5 separate regions of the Mus musculus genome follow, and regions 1, 3, 4 and 5 are each linked to region 2. A link is a contact called in public Hi-C, HiChIP or PLAC-seq and promoter capture Hi-C data. All regions are on one chromosome and are shown on one strand. The core of a region is the stretch at or near the end of the contact, and the rest is flanking DNA. Distances in the headings are between cores, read along the strand shown. Region 1 holds the start of Shpk (sedoheptulokinase). Region 2 holds the start of Pimreg (PICALM interacting mitotic regulator). Region 3 holds the start of Mis12 (MIS12 kinetochore complex component). Region 4 holds the start of Ncbp3 (nuclear cap binding subunit 3). Region 5 holds the start of Zfp3 (zinc finger protein 3).

Region 1 (2,700 bases), core at 99-2,598, 1.2 Mb before region 2:
ACTGTCTTTAATTCATTGCATTTGTTTTAAAGGTATGTTTGTGTGTGTGTGTGTGTGTGTGTGTGTGTGTGTGTAGTGTGTGTGTGTGTGTGTATATATATATATATATATATATGTGTGTGTGTGTGTGTGTGTAGTGTGTGTGTGTGTGTATATATATATATGTGTGTGTGTGTGTGTGTGTATGTATATGTATATATATGAATGTATGTGTGTGTGTATATATACTGTATGTGTGTGAACATACATAGTATATATGTGTGTGTATATATGTGTGAATATGTATGTGTATATATTTATATAGTGTGTGTATATATGTGTATACATGTATGTGTGTGTGCACACAAACATGTGTGCCCGTCATGGGGCACATGTGGCAGTCAGGGGGCAGCTTTTCAAAAGTCAGTTCTTTCCTTCCATGGTAGGTTCTGAAGGTAGAATTCAGGTGACCAGGCTCACTCAGCAATTGCTATTACTGCTGAGCCATCCTGTGGACCCCTGGAGATGTACTTTTCTATCTTCTAGTTTTCAAAAGCCAGTGGTTGCAGCGTATAATCATCAGTCTGATTCTTTTCTAAAATGTTCATCAGCTTATCTCAGTGTCTCCCCACCTGCTCTGACAACTTTCCTCCAGAGATGCTCAGCAGGGGCTGGAATTCTTTGAGTAACCAAGTGAAATTATCAGTTTACTTGAACTTCAAAGGCATGAGGTAAGCCTAACGCTACGTCTCATTTCCAGAGCACAACCTGCCTAGGGGGTGGGGTCGGAAATGATGCCTGAACTAGAGGGCACAGGGTCATGAGTGGCGAGCGTGATAGTCAGGCCTGTGGTTATCACTTTGAAAGCAAGTCCTCTCGGCGCAAAGTACAAAAAGTGATGGGCGGATAGTAGAGGGATCCAGCGCCATGGTCAGGGGCCCCAGAAAAGCCGGAGAGCGGGAAGATCGGTGCCAGCAGGTGGGAAAGCTCCCTGGGCAAAATCTAACGGCTTAGCTTGAGCTGCAGCAGGCTTTGAAGCCCTAGAGGAAAGGGCAGCAGGCCTTGGAGGTCCGACAGACTGGGCAATCACGGGTACTTCTTCGCGGGAAGGTGTTGCCCGAGATGCCCCCAGGGTCGTCCCGGGGCGGCAGCTCCAGGGCTCTGCCTCACCTGGGGCCCGGCCACCGCGCTCTCAGTCTCTGCCCTCGCAGCCCGGGCGCAGCTCGCCAGCACCACGAACCCGGATGGGAGGCTGGGTGCAGCCTCCAATAGGGCGGCCTTCACGGACGTGGTGCCCAAGTCGATACCGAGAGTGACAGGTCGCGAAGCCATGGCAGTGGTGACAGCACAGCTCGGTGGCTTGAACCGCACGCCGGGGAACACTTCACTCTGGAGGGCAGTAAGGGGGCGGAGCTTCCTTGTCAATCTTTTAACCACTTCTATTGGTCGAGGAAAGCAAACACCACGCGCTCCCCACAGCGGCCTCCGGTGATAGGTGGAGAGACGACAGAAGGCGGGATCTATTGGTCAGAGGTTCCGGGACAGTGCCTGGGGTCCCAGGGTCTTCACCAGGGAGCACAGGGCTTCAAGGAGACAACAGAGACTTCGAGAACCCTGCTTCCCCTACAAGAGACTAGATCGCCCCTCACATCCGAGCCCCTGTCCCTGCCAAGGTGCCTATGCTCTTCCGCCCTTCCACCCTTCCCTCACCCCTACCAAGCGTTATCCTCCTGTATTCGTGAAAACTACAACTTCCAGAGCTCCTTGCACAGGGCTCGCGGCTTCAAGTCAGGTGGTTCAGGTCAGGTGACAGCTGGCCCCTCTTTCACACAAAGTCGGCGGAGCTCAGAGAGTCCTTACACTCCTAAGCGGTTTCTGGTGCGAGATTGTTGCTTTTGGTGAGGTCTGTCCACCAAGCCTGGGAAGCTGTCAGGTGAGAACCATCGCGACCGGGACAGCTACCCCCTTTTCTGGTATGACACCACCCACCCCAACAGACATTAGCCCCGCACCTCAGAGGGGCAACCTACGCTACCAGAGGGGCAGCGCCTGGGTTTCTAGCTTCTGGCCCCAACCCAGGCCCGCACATCTCTAGGTTTTAGGGCCAGGGTGTTGGTGAGCAAAAGCACGGACACCGACTGACAGCTGGTGTTGGTGGCACTATTCAGTATGTGGCGCCGCCTGAATCTGGCTTAGGAATGTGCAGGTAGGTAACTTGGGGTTGGGGGTAAATTCTGCTAGGACCATTCCAGGAGCTCGTGTTGATTCTCCCAGAGAATGAGAGGGTACCTGGATCTTGCCTTTTTCAATAATATTGAGGAAAATAACAATCTATGCTCTGTGAGAGCTTGCTGGGAGCCCTGGGTGGTAATAGTAATAACATTACCTCATTGTTTCTCAACTTTTTGTTATCTTACCAATCCACCTCAAACTTTTAATACAGCTGGTAAGCTCTATTTTTTTTTATTATGACGTTTGGGAGAGAGATAAGCAATTATTACAGCTATTTTTTCAGACCTCCAGAGCCTATTTTAGCCCCTTTGAGAATGTATGCCTTGTATTTCATCTCACTATAATCCTGTGGTGTAACTACCACTGTCCCTGTTTCCCCATTAAGAAACATAGGTTAATAAGTATTCCAGAATCATACAAGTAAATGGGAAACCTGGGACCTAGATAGTTCATCTCCAGGGAACATATTCCTTGTCCAATCTGTACTAT
Region 2 (2,700 bases), core at 199-2,698:
ACAAACACCACCCCTCAAATCTGCCTTCTGAACCGCTCAGGAAGTTGCACCCTTTCTGCAAGCCCCGCTCCTCTGCCTTTTTCTACCAAATAGTTGACAGCTAAGGTGTAAGAGTGTGACTGGGAGACTTTAAATGGGGGTCAGCACACAGGATCACCTCTCTCACTATACTGACTGCTTAGCTTCACACTGGGGACTCTTCTCTTCAGCATCCACGCTGGACTCACTCACAGCATCCCACTGGCCCTGTGCCTACATACACCTCCCCTTTCCTGAGTGATCTTGGAAGAGTCACCTATTCTAGGAAGTCTTTATCCACTAAGCTTGAGACTGGTATCTCTTTATAGATAGCCATTTCCTGCAATTTTCTATCACAGGACATGGCAGGTCACCTTGCATGGGGAACACCAATTTCTTCCATGACTTTATTCACCTACTGATTTGTTGGGAAACTATTATGTGCCAGAATGACCGGGGTTCTGGGAAAATGGCAAGAACCTAATCAAACCCCAAGACCCCATGGAGTCTATATTCCTGGGGTCTCCCTGAGGATAGGGACAGTCAACACCAAGGACGCTTCTGTAAACAGACGGCTGGTGGTGTCATTGTTACCTGGGACATGGCACCCAAGGCGCTTTTGGCTGAGCGAGCTGCAGCCTGAAGACCTTGCTGCTCTGGCTCTGGACTTTCCAGGCGTTTCCAGGAGGGGCCGTTACCGAGGTTCAGGCTGACCGCTCTCAGAGGCAGCCTCCTTTGGAATTGTCTGCACAGGGAGCCCAAGGGACCGGTCTCCGGATGACCCCCAGCAGACCGGGTCACCTCCTTCTTCTCTAGCTGTTCCTCCTTTAGGAGTGATCGTCTGCGCACAGAGGTCCTCATGCCCTGCCACTGAGACGCCATGTGCTTGGTCCAGTTTCCGCTGCCCGCTAGATCCTGGGGAGGTCAAAAGGTCATCAAAGTACTCCCTGACCCCATTCCAAGGCTCCAGGGACCTTGGGAACTGGGAAAGAGATGAAGTGGAACCTCGCGGGGTAGGCCTGTTGGGCAATTGTGGATGCCAGAAAGATGACCAATGGCATCATGGTCAGCAGCTGCCTCCGTTGCAAGGCGGCAATTTGTCCGTCTTTCCATCCTAGCCTATTCCCCATAGGCTAAGTGGAGTGGCACACAGGTCACGGAGCCTCGGCGCTTACGCAGGGCACCAGCAGTATGCTGTTTTCACAAATTTTCCTCTCCGGAGCAGATTTAGCAATCCAGCCAAGGCCTCGGATCCGATGGGGCGTTTGCAACTCCTAGACATTCCCTTTGTCTTGTGGGTCCTATCCAGAGCTCCTGACCCGTTCCCCATTCAGAGCTCCCCGTGAGACCGTCCCCCACCCCCCTCCTTAAGCCCCTCGGTAACCCCGCATGCTCACCTCCCTGCTCGATACCCGGACCCGAAGATCAACACCCTCTCCTAGCCCACCGCAGCCGATTTGAAACTCCGCGCGGCCCCGCCCCGCCCCGGCGCTTGCAGCCCATTGGCCCTATCAGCCATCCACCACCGCCGCCCCGGATTTCGATTGGTCTTTTTCTCTCGTGACTGTAAATCCTGCTTTGGGATTGGCCTGGCCACGCCCATACATCGTTCGTAGACCCCCCACCTGGCTCGCCGCAGAGGGGTCCAGGTCGCCACCGGATCACTGTTACCGACCAGCCCGCCTCCCTACATCCCGGCTGCTTGGTCCCAGGCGACCGCGCCTAGTCCATCGTTCTCCCAAGCTCTCTTCTTCAAGCATGCAGGTCAGGGTGCAGGATGCTGCGGGGGTTCAGGTCACCGCCACCCAGGGCACGCGCCCCTTTCAGTCCTTCACCCCGCCTAACTTCTCTCCCACGATAAGTAGTTTTGTCAAAGCGATAGGCTGGGACTGCCGAGCTTTGCGATCCCTGGGAAGTTTTGTTTCAAATTCCCCGCGTAATTCTCTTCCTTCCTGCGAGATGGCCCTGCCCCTGTCTGTTCCTCAAACAAACACCCTGCTGGCGGCGCCCAAGAAAGCACATCTCAGAGGAGGGGACAGACTGTAGATCACCCTCTCCACAGTTAGGTCAGTTCCTCTGCCGGGTCTTGCTCTACGCATCTTTCAATCTTTCTTTCCTGTAGTCTGCCAGCAAGCTAAAAAAACAAAACAAGAAACAAAGACGACGACGACAAACAACAGCAACCCAGGCTGGGTCACTTTCTCCCATGCTTTCATTTTTATGGTTTTGACTTTTTTTAAAAAAAATATTTTTATTTTTAATTATATGTCTCTGTGCATGTAAATGCCTGTGGGGTGGCGTGGTGGCGACACAGAAGAGGAAGTCAGACCCTCTGGAGCTGGAGTTAGAGGTGGTTGGTTCTAACTGGCCACACTCAGCCTCCCCAAGATTGAAATCAAGGGGCCTGGCGTGCCACCACAATGGGGCCTTCTTATCGGTCCTCAAAAAAGAATTTCTCTTCTCCCTCCTCTCTCCTTTCCTCAGCCTGGAGTGAGACTCCTAGAGACTCTTCAGGCCTCTTCCTGGTGTCAGGATTGTCTGACCCTCTCCTGACCTCAGTGTTTACCTCCCAACCCCCTATAATAATAATGGTTGATTTGTGTGTAGCACTTGCAAACACTCCCTTTCTATCAGCAAGCCCAGTTTATCCCCAGTGCTCTGCAGCTCTGTGAGGTAGCTGGG
Region 3 (2,700 bases), core at 158-2,657, 1.0 Mb after region 2:
ATTGCCAAAACATTCTCAGAATATCTAAGCTGTTTTACACTCACTTGGAGTAGACCAGAACTTCTTGTATCTACCAATACTCTAACTTTTGTGAATTTGGTAGTCATAAACTTGTTTTTCTTCCCTATAGAGCTAAGAGTATTCCCAGGGCCTTTGTACATACCAGTACGCACTCTAGCACGAGATTCCCAGACCCACACTGTATTTTGAAGACTAAGACCATATGGCTTCGCATACTGTTTGGACACTGAAACTACCTCCACCTTCCACCTTCACATATGTTGTTTCTATTGAGATGACTTTCCTAAAGACTGTATTTTCATTATCTGAATAGATTGGTCATCTGTTACAAATTACCCAATCAACTGACCACTTGCACCCTATAATTCTCTTAAGTTTGCACTCTAACTTTGCCTCCAAGTTTTCACCATTCCTGGATTGATGCGCCATGATTACATAACCAAATACCTACATCCAAACTTCCAGTTTTGAGAAAAGTTCCAATGTTGCCTTTTCTCTGTTGGACACTGCCAATGCTATAATGAGGCAGTAGCTATAAAGATGCAGTTTTACCAACAAGTTGCTAAGACCACTCCCCAGTGTTTGCTCCCATTCTACGTTGTCCACACTGGCCTAGAACTTCAGGATGGAACAAATCCTCTGGCTTCAGCCTTCAGAGTGGCTAGGAGCCACAGGTCGGTTCAACTACTTTCAGCTTTCTAGTCTTCCTTCTAAATGCCATTCTCTCCAACTTTTTACTTGGTTCCTACCAGTCTTGACGGTCGCATTTTTTTGTCCCACAATTTTTAAAGCTTCTTTATAACTTACTGAACACGTCTGCCACGGTCAGGATAGTCTTTGCTCCAGCCCAATCTAATTCTATTTTCTTTCCTTCAAGTAAGCATGCAGTAGGCGCAGATTCCAGAGCCAGTTCGAATACACATCCCTGAAGAACCGCCTCCGCTTTCCCTTCATCTACCGTCTCTTCTCTGCTAGATTAGAGTTCCTGCGGCTGAAGATAAACATGAGAGGTCCTCACACCGTCTCGACGAATGTAATGGACTTCAGAGCCTACGACCGCCACAGACAAGGCCCAGAAACCGCAGAACGGGAAGCGCTTCCTTCAGCTCCAGCTCCCGTACTACCCCGCGGCCGCGATGCATGCCGGGAACTCTAGGTCTCCGTACCCAGGCCGGCCAGACCGGAGGGATTCCCTACAGAACGCTCCGCCGCCCCGACGCCACTCCTCGGTCCCGCCCTTTCCGCTCCTCCTCGGAGAGCACACAGCCCCTACCGAAGCGATCCCGGGAGTGATGGATTCCGCCCCACACCGGCTTCCCGCCACTTCCTTCAAGCTACACTCAGCGGCTGGAAGAAGGCGGTAACACCGGCTCCTCCGAATCGACTGAGACCTGCCTCTGCGAACGAACGCCAAGGCGGGCTGGATCGCACTCCTGATTGGCTAGCCGTGGGTCAAAAGGAGCCACTGCGATTGGTAAAAGGAAGGCGACAAGGAGGGAAAGCTAGCTGTGGCCGGCAGGGATTGGCGGACGGAACTGGTCCTTCTCTCTGCGTTGGTAGGCGGAGAAGTAAGGATGGACCGACGCAGAGGCGCAACTCTTGATTGGTGGGTGAGCGGCCCCAAGGCGCCAGCGATTGGTGGCTGTCCGAGTACGCAGCGCTGATTGGACAGGAGTGGGTAGGCTGAAGGCCAGCTTTGAGTCCGCCCCGCCGCCTGGCATACTGGCGGAAGGGGAAGGGGGGCAGGCGCGGTGGGAAAGATGGCGTACCAGAGCCTCCGGCTGGAGTACCTGCAGATCCCGCCGGTCAGCCGCGCCTATACTACCGCCTGCGTCCTCACCACCGCGGCCGTGGTGAGCAGCTGTGGCGCCACATCCTCTTTTTCCAGGCTAGCTATGACTGCGTCTTCAGAAAACGGGTTTGGGCCGCGGAGAAGCCCAGTGGGTCTGGTCCCAGGGGTGGGTGGAGACATCCGGAGCTGACTCTAGGGTTTGGGATATTCCCAAGGGTGCCAAGCCAGTGACCTGAGAAGGGTGTGCCCCTTCGTGAAGGGCCAGGTCAGTTTCAGACAAATGAAATCCAGACCTGTAGTGAATCAGAAGTGCGGGAGCCGCCCACCCAAAAATGTGTCTGAGAGGTCCAGGTGACTAGTGGGAGTGAGGTCCGCTAGGTTCACAGACTATTATATTGAGTATAGAAATCTCGAGCTATCTGGAAACATCTTTCAAAAGACGGCCTATGGATATAAGTGTCTGGCCGCTTGTACCTATCCCTAATGGTAGCAGGGTCTTAGTTAAACCCCTTATTCCGAGTTGTCTCACCTAGCTGAGGTGGTGACCACGTGACGCACAGATTTGTAAAAGATGCTGTTGGCTTGTCTCTAAAATATGCTCACCCGCCTGCCTTATAGCATCCTCAAATATTGCAACATCAAACTGACATTGTGTGTTTATACAAAACGGTTGTGCAAATTCTAAAGAATCTCTTACCAGCTGTCACAAGCAAGACAGAAATGTATTCCAAGGGACAGAAATGATTAGATCTACTCATCCTTCGTGGTTCATGATGAAATTTTGTTTTGCGGTTGATCGGCTTCAAGAAGCTCTTTTTCCATTTCAGCAGTTGGAATTGATCACACCTTTTCAGTTATACTTCAATCCTGAATTAATTTTTAAACAT
Region 4 (2,700 bases), core at 124-2,623, 1.0 Mb before region 2:
CTGACATGGTCGGCCCCTTTTTGTCATTTGGGGTTCAAGTTGAATCTAACTATCTCAAGGGACTTTCCTGTGCATCCCAACACACACCAACTGCTTCACATCCCTCCTGGCCACTGTGCTTTTTATCCTATTAACAGGGTGTGTGTGTGTGTGTGTGTGTGTGTGTGTGTGTGTGTGTGTGTTTGTTTTTGTAGCACTTAATACAAAAGGGAACTATTTACTTGTCTCCCCTACTAGGGCAACACCAAGAGGGAGTTCGCTCTTAAGCACCTAGGATTACACCAGCACACAGAGAGGTGTGTGATATAAACATGTTAAACTGACTGAATGGATAACACCTGACCTATACACTATCCACTATAACCTATAGATGTTGTCACCAAAGGTATTGTCATTTGTCATCACTACCTTAGCCTTCACTCATAACTTCAAATGTAAAACCAAGCTGCTATCATGTAATTAAAGGAGGGGGCGCAGGGAGTTCACGTTGTATGTGAAAACCGAGCTATCCAGGCCTCAGACCAGCTTTAAGAAGGGGCATGTGACTACCAAACCACAGGCAAAACACTCCTCAGACCCACTGTGGTTAAAGAAAGATCAAATGTCACTGTGTGTCAGAAGCTGGGACCACCGAGAGTAGACGCAGTGAAGGTGCGGGGACGTGAGGACCCTCATCCACAATACCAACACACGAGTGTCTGCTGTTTGACAGGTCTAGCCCTCCCAAGCGAAGAGAGCTGGTTTAAGTGACACCAACTCGGCCGGGGAAGGAGGACCCACCAGGAGACCTGGATGCCGGCGGCACCTAACACTTTCTTTGAGGGCTGATTCAGGTTCTGTTCCCGCCCGCGGCTCCTTTTTATCTCCAACCAAACACAGCTGATTCCGTTCGGGGCCACCGAGGGGCAGCGAGAGGGGTGTCCCCAACTCTCTCCGAGATCCCCCGCCTCTCCAGCGCTCTCTGCACCCATTTCCGGGCGCCCCGGCGTCCTTTCTCTCTGGCGCTCTCCGGGTCATGCGCGGCCCCCGCCTTTCGGCGCTCGCGCCCCTTTCCCGCGTTCCCGGACTTGCGCCAGTGCCGCCGTCCGCCACCTTCCCTGACTCTCCAGGGACACCCGCCCGGCGACCTCCTCAGCCCCCGCCCCTCTCGCCCGTACCGGGAGCAGTTCCTTTAGGGAGCGCCGCACCGGCACGATTTCCAGCTCGCCTTCTTCCACTTCCATGGGCTCCGGCTCGCCACGCTCCAAACCGGACTCCACCTCGGGCGACGGAAGCCCCAAAGCCGGCCCAGCGGGGGCCTCCGCCTTCACAGACACTCGCAGGCCGCGGACGGCCGCCATAGCTGCCAGCCGGCCGCACCACCGAAAGCCCGCCCCTCACTCCCGCCGCCTAGAGCGCCGTCGCCGATGACCACAGAGGAGCACCGCTATCACCTAGAGCGTCGTCTGTTTCTACCAGAAAGCTGTCCTTATCTCTGGCGCCCCCTTGGTGACCTAGGAACCTGGGGCCGGCTTGGGGCGGGACTTCGCGGGGTAGGGGGCGGGACGAAGCAGTGATGGAGGTGGAGCGTCGTCTGAGGTTCCAAAATACCTGCACTTTGAGGACTATACTTCTAAGAACTGCTGAGCGGTTACCGCGATCTATCATCTAGGCAATCTGAGCGTTTACAAAGTTATTTCCGTAGTAAGCTTTGGCTCTGTCAAGTCTTCCAGTAATTGAGCCATATTATGTGGTCAAAATTTTAAACTAGGGCCCAGTGTAGGGGTTACATGCCTATAATCCCAGCAGTCAGGAGTCAGAGGCAGGCACATCTCTAAGTTCCAGGCCATCCAGGGATCCAAGGTAAAACCCTGCCTACATTTAAACTGGAAAGGGATGGTACACGATTGTATTCCCAGCACTTGGGAGATAGAGGCAGGAGGACTAGGGGCTGAAGGTTATCCCCCAATTACACCAAGGGGCAATTGCTAGTTTGAGGCCAGCCTAAACTACAGAAGATCCTATCTTAAAAGGGGAAGAGGGGTGCTTCAAGATCACAGTGACCTACCCAAAGGGCAGAACCAGAGCTTAGACCCATTTTGTCACTTCTGGGAGCTCTACTCATCAGAGACTCACAAGCAAGATTTCCTGCAAATGTTCCTAGTAAGAGTCTGGCTGGGAAAGAGGAAAGGCTTGTTCAGACTTGAAGAAGGGACTTCTTGTCTGTCATGAGTCCTGATTTTGTGTCTCCTCCTGTGTCATATTTAGTTAGCCCTTTCTAGACCTATCTCCCAATCTGAACCAGGAATAGGTAAGACCATATATCTGAGCCCCTAAAAATCTTTTCAGAGAAAGGCAAATCATTCTAAAACAGAAAAAAAAATCACAAGACTCAGATACACTAGGTCACTTTGGGCATGGCACGGAACCTCAGTTCCTTCATCAGAACATAGAACAGTGACACACCTCCACAGAAGAATATAAGGACCGAATGAGCTAGTTATGTGCGGCTGTAAGATCCAAAAGAGGTGATACTGTACATCCAAGCTTTTCTTGAAATGGGTCTGTACCATGGGACAAACAAGATGGAATTCCTTAGAATGGTACCATCAATTGATTGCAATGCAAAGTACAAAATTGGGTTAAAACAATGGATTGTATTTTCTTTTCTCCTGTTCCCCTTCCTTTCTTTCCTTCCGTTTTTCTTTTGCTGTATTAACA
Region 5 (2,700 bases), core at 14-2,513, 1.3 Mb after region 2:
GGTAGTGTATATATTGTAAAGGGGATATTCAAGTCTCAGAGGGGTTGCACCTCACAGGCTGAGCACCACTGTTCTACAATGTGACCAAGGATGACATTCTACTCATCTTGTTAACCTCAGTGCTTAGCACATTTCTGATACCTGGAAAACATTAAGTGAGGTTTCTGAGCTATCTGGGTGAATGTCTGCAGTTGTTTTAAAGGTTAATTGAAGATTCCATTCACCATTGTCCCTAAAGAGACCAGAGCAGTGTCTGACAGATAACTGGTATCAACGTTTTATAAAAATAAGTTCTTAGCCGAGCACGATGACCCACACCTTTAATATCAGCACATGGAAGACAGAAGCAGATGGATCTCTGAAAGTCTTAAGTCAACCTGATCTACCTAGTGAGTTCAAGACTAGCCAGAGATATGTAGGGAGACCCTATCTCAAAAAAAAAAAAAAAAGTCAAACTAAGGCAACAACAAGAAAAGTTCTTTCTCCCAAGACACTATTTATCTTCCTCCTTTGGTATCCAGGATCAAGGGAACTCTGTCAATTCTGTGCTCAATTCAGTCTCATTTATGATTATTATTATTATTCTTAACTATGTGTAGTTGTGTGTTGCTACAGAGTTATAGATGTGTGTGCACATGAGTTACAGATGATACGAGGCGCCTGATTTGAGTTCTGGGAACCAAACTAGGGTCTTCTGGAAGAGCAGCAAGAACTACTGTGTCTTCTCTTTAGTCCCAATTCTATCATCTTTCTTTAACCTTAGTAAGCCAATGTCCTGCCTGCCAGCACAGGTCACAACATGCCACGGGGCCCCCAATTTTTGCCTGCTATTCGTTCTAGCAGTATACTTAGAGAATGAAATGAGAGAGAGAGAGAGAGAGAAGAAAAATAGGCATAGGTCTTTGGCATGCCCGTGTCGGAGCCTGCTTCTCCAGTTTCCCTGGCTGACAAGGCCTGCAAGCAGAATTAGGATCGGGCCCCTGACAGTGCCCAGGCTCCACCCTCTCCGTGTGCAAATGAGTAGGAGCCCCCGATGCCATAAAGTCCAAGGTCACACAGCAAACCCGAGTCAGGGGCGGGCCTACAGTCAGAACTCCAGCTCCAGGCCGGGAGCCCCGCGCCCTCCTCCCCCGGGCACGACGGAACCAGAGAGGCCTCACCGCTGGCGGATGCCGCCCACGCTCCCTCCGCCGGGCCCGAGGCGCTGCACCGCGGCGCGCACAGAACCGCAGCTGTTGTCTGGTGTCACGGGCGACCCACGCCGGCCACTTCCGGTACCGGGCGCACTGCGGCCAATCCGCGCGAGCCGCACTCGCGGGAGGAACAGGTGGCCAGCGAGCCCACGCCCCCATGCCCGTCTCAGCTTTCCCGTCTGCCGTTCTCGCCCACATTCACCCCATCTTCGCCCGGTCGGACAGGGCCGGTCGGCTAGCTGGAATGTCCCATGCACCTCGCGAAACCCACTGTGTCCCTTGACCACTGACGCGCAGGGTCCTCCCGGTTTCCTAGACGGGCCCCGGGGATGCACTTCCGCCCCGCAGCAGCCGCTCTGCGCGCCCCTGACGTTTCCGTGGGCTGGAAAACTCGAAACTCCGCCACGCTTCCCGCGGGGACGTGTCGAGCAGCCGCGTTTGTGCCTCACCTCCCGCTTTCCAAGAGTCTGTCAACTCCGGTTCCTAGATTTAGGGTGCGCCTGTCATCTTCTAGGAGCGAGGGGGGAGGGGAGGCCTGCTTTGAGGTCAGGAAGGCTTCAGGGAGTGATGCTTTGACAAAAAACTCAAGGTTGAGTGTGATTTCCGTTTTCCGCAGGCAATGGGAACTGCACTATTTGCTGGCCTTTCTCTCTTCTTGAATAAATTTGGTCTTTTAGCACAGCACGTATGTGACTATGAATGTGGTGATCCTCCTGCCTCAGCCTTCCAACTGCTGAAGTGAGCAACCAAGCCCAGTGAAGTAGATCTCTGTGTGGGGGAGGGAGAGGTTGAGGCAGTTAGGACTGGCCTTGAATTAATTATGCTCAGTGGTGGCCCTGGCTTGACTAATCACATTATCCCCTTCCTTCTGACTGGTCCAGAGGTGAACATTAGATACAAATAAGACTGAACAGTCCTTCCTTCCAGTTGCTATCTGGGAAGGTGGTGCAGTTTGAAGCAACATTTGTAAGGAATCAGGTCTTTTCTGAAGCCATGGTCTTTGTAATAGACCTAAACAAGGAGATCTGAACCGAGAAAAGGCAAAGGAGGCTGGGGGTGTGGCTTAGAGGTCGAGCACTTGCCTGGAATGTGCTAGGTAGGCCCTAAATTCAACCCCTAGTACTGTTAAACAAAATAAATAAATGAAATAAAAACAAGACATTTGAAGAAAAGGCAGGGGGGGTAACTAGTTTTGAGTAACTAGTTCTGAGGTAAGGGCTGGGGAGATGACTCATGGAGTTAAAGCACTTGCCATGCAGTGGAAGGACCTGAGTTCGAATCCCCAGAGCCCATGAGCAACTGTAATCCCGATGCTCCAAAATATAACAGTGCAGAATACACATGACTATTCCCAAAGGGAGAGATGGGGGCACAGGGAGGGAATAACTAAACCTGAGCAAGAAAACACCAACTTCTCTAGTTCTGTTTCTGGTATAAAGAAAGACGTGGACTGTTCTGCCCCTCCAGCTTCTACAAGATGCAGCTCTCTGTACCTCGTTCTCTTCTC

The links. Promoter capture Hi-C pulls out the DNA fragments that hold promoters and counts their contacts. Hi-C and Micro-C count contacts between places; a contact is called where the count stands out from the background. HiChIP or PLAC-seq counts read pairs in DNA pulled down with a chosen protein or histone mark.
Region 1: a contact with region 2 is called in a Hi-C map of B cells, with 11 read pairs. The contact joins the promoter of Shpk here to the promoter of Pimreg in region 2. A contact is called at or near these places in 1 of 39 promoter capture datasets (pre-B cells), 1 of 484 Hi-C or Micro-C datasets (B cells) and 2 of 9 other capture datasets (adipose tissue and liver).
Region 3: a contact with region 2 is called in an H3K27ac HiChIP or PLAC-seq map of embryonic stem cells, with 7 times the contacts expected there. The contact joins the promoter of Mis12 here to the promoter of Pimreg in region 2. A contact is called at or near these places in 15 of 39 promoter capture datasets (the 3T3-L1 cell line, the HPC-7 cell line, cranial neural crest and 9 more), 1 of 15 datasets of contacts at CTCF or cohesin (pro-B cells), 13 of 484 Hi-C or Micro-C datasets (B cells, CD4 T cells, the HL-1 cell line and 7 more), 14 of 115 datasets of contacts at active chromatin or transcription factors (the 230-238 cell line, astrocytes, bone marrow-derived macrophages and 8 more) and 2 of 9 other capture datasets (adipose tissue and embryonic stem cells).
Region 4: a promoter capture Hi-C map of pre-B cells shows a contact between it and region 2, with 3 times the contacts expected there. The contact joins the promoter of Ncbp3 here to the promoter of Pimreg in region 2. A contact is called at or near these places in 1 of 39 promoter capture datasets (pre-B cells) and 1 of 115 datasets of contacts at active chromatin or transcription factors (pancreatic cancer cells).
Region 5: a contact with region 2 is called in a promoter capture Hi-C map of embryonic stem cells, with 3 times the contacts expected there. The contact joins the promoter of Zfp3 here to the promoter of Pimreg in region 2. A contact is called at or near these places in 2 of 39 promoter capture datasets (embryonic stem cells and hippocampal neurons).

Annotation. Positions count from the first base shown.
Region 1 is chr11:73,198,130-73,200,829 of GRCm38.p6, reverse strand. It overlaps Shpk (sedoheptulokinase), which reads right to left and starts at 1,348. Exons shown (of 7, transcript NM_029031.3): 1 at 1,150-1,348. The coding sequence starts at 1,311. It overlaps Ctns (cystinosis, nephropathic), which reads left to right and starts at 1,811. Exons shown (of 11, transcript NM_031251.4): 1 at 1,811-1,912.
Region 2 is chr11:72,041,250-72,043,949 of GRCm38.p6, reverse strand. Pimreg (PICALM interacting mitotic regulator) reads right to left here and starts at 1,448. Exons shown (of 6, transcript NM_144526.3): 1 at 1,416-1,448; 2 at 613-933. The coding sequence starts at 900. It also overlaps a transcript of Aipl1 not described here.
Region 3 is chr11:71,018,318-71,021,017 of GRCm38.p6, reverse strand. It overlaps Mis12 (MIS12 kinetochore complex component), which reads right to left and starts at 1,407. Exons shown (of 3, transcript NM_025993.3): 1 at 829-1,407. It overlaps Derl2 (Der1-like domain family, member 2), which reads left to right and starts at 1,715. Exons shown (of 7, transcript NM_033562.4): 1 at 1,715-1,874; 2 at 2,641-2,700. The coding sequence starts at 1,782.
Region 4 is chr11:73,046,540-73,049,239 of GRCm38.p6, reverse strand. It overlaps Ncbp3 (nuclear cap binding subunit 3), which reads right to left and starts at 1,373. Exons shown (of 13, transcript NM_025818.3): 1 at 1,158-1,373. The coding sequence starts at 1,340.
Region 5 is chr11:70,763,010-70,765,709 of GRCm38.p6, reverse strand. Zfp3 (zinc finger protein 3) reads right to left here and starts at 1,263. Exons shown (of 2, transcript NM_177565.3): 1 at 1,161-1,263.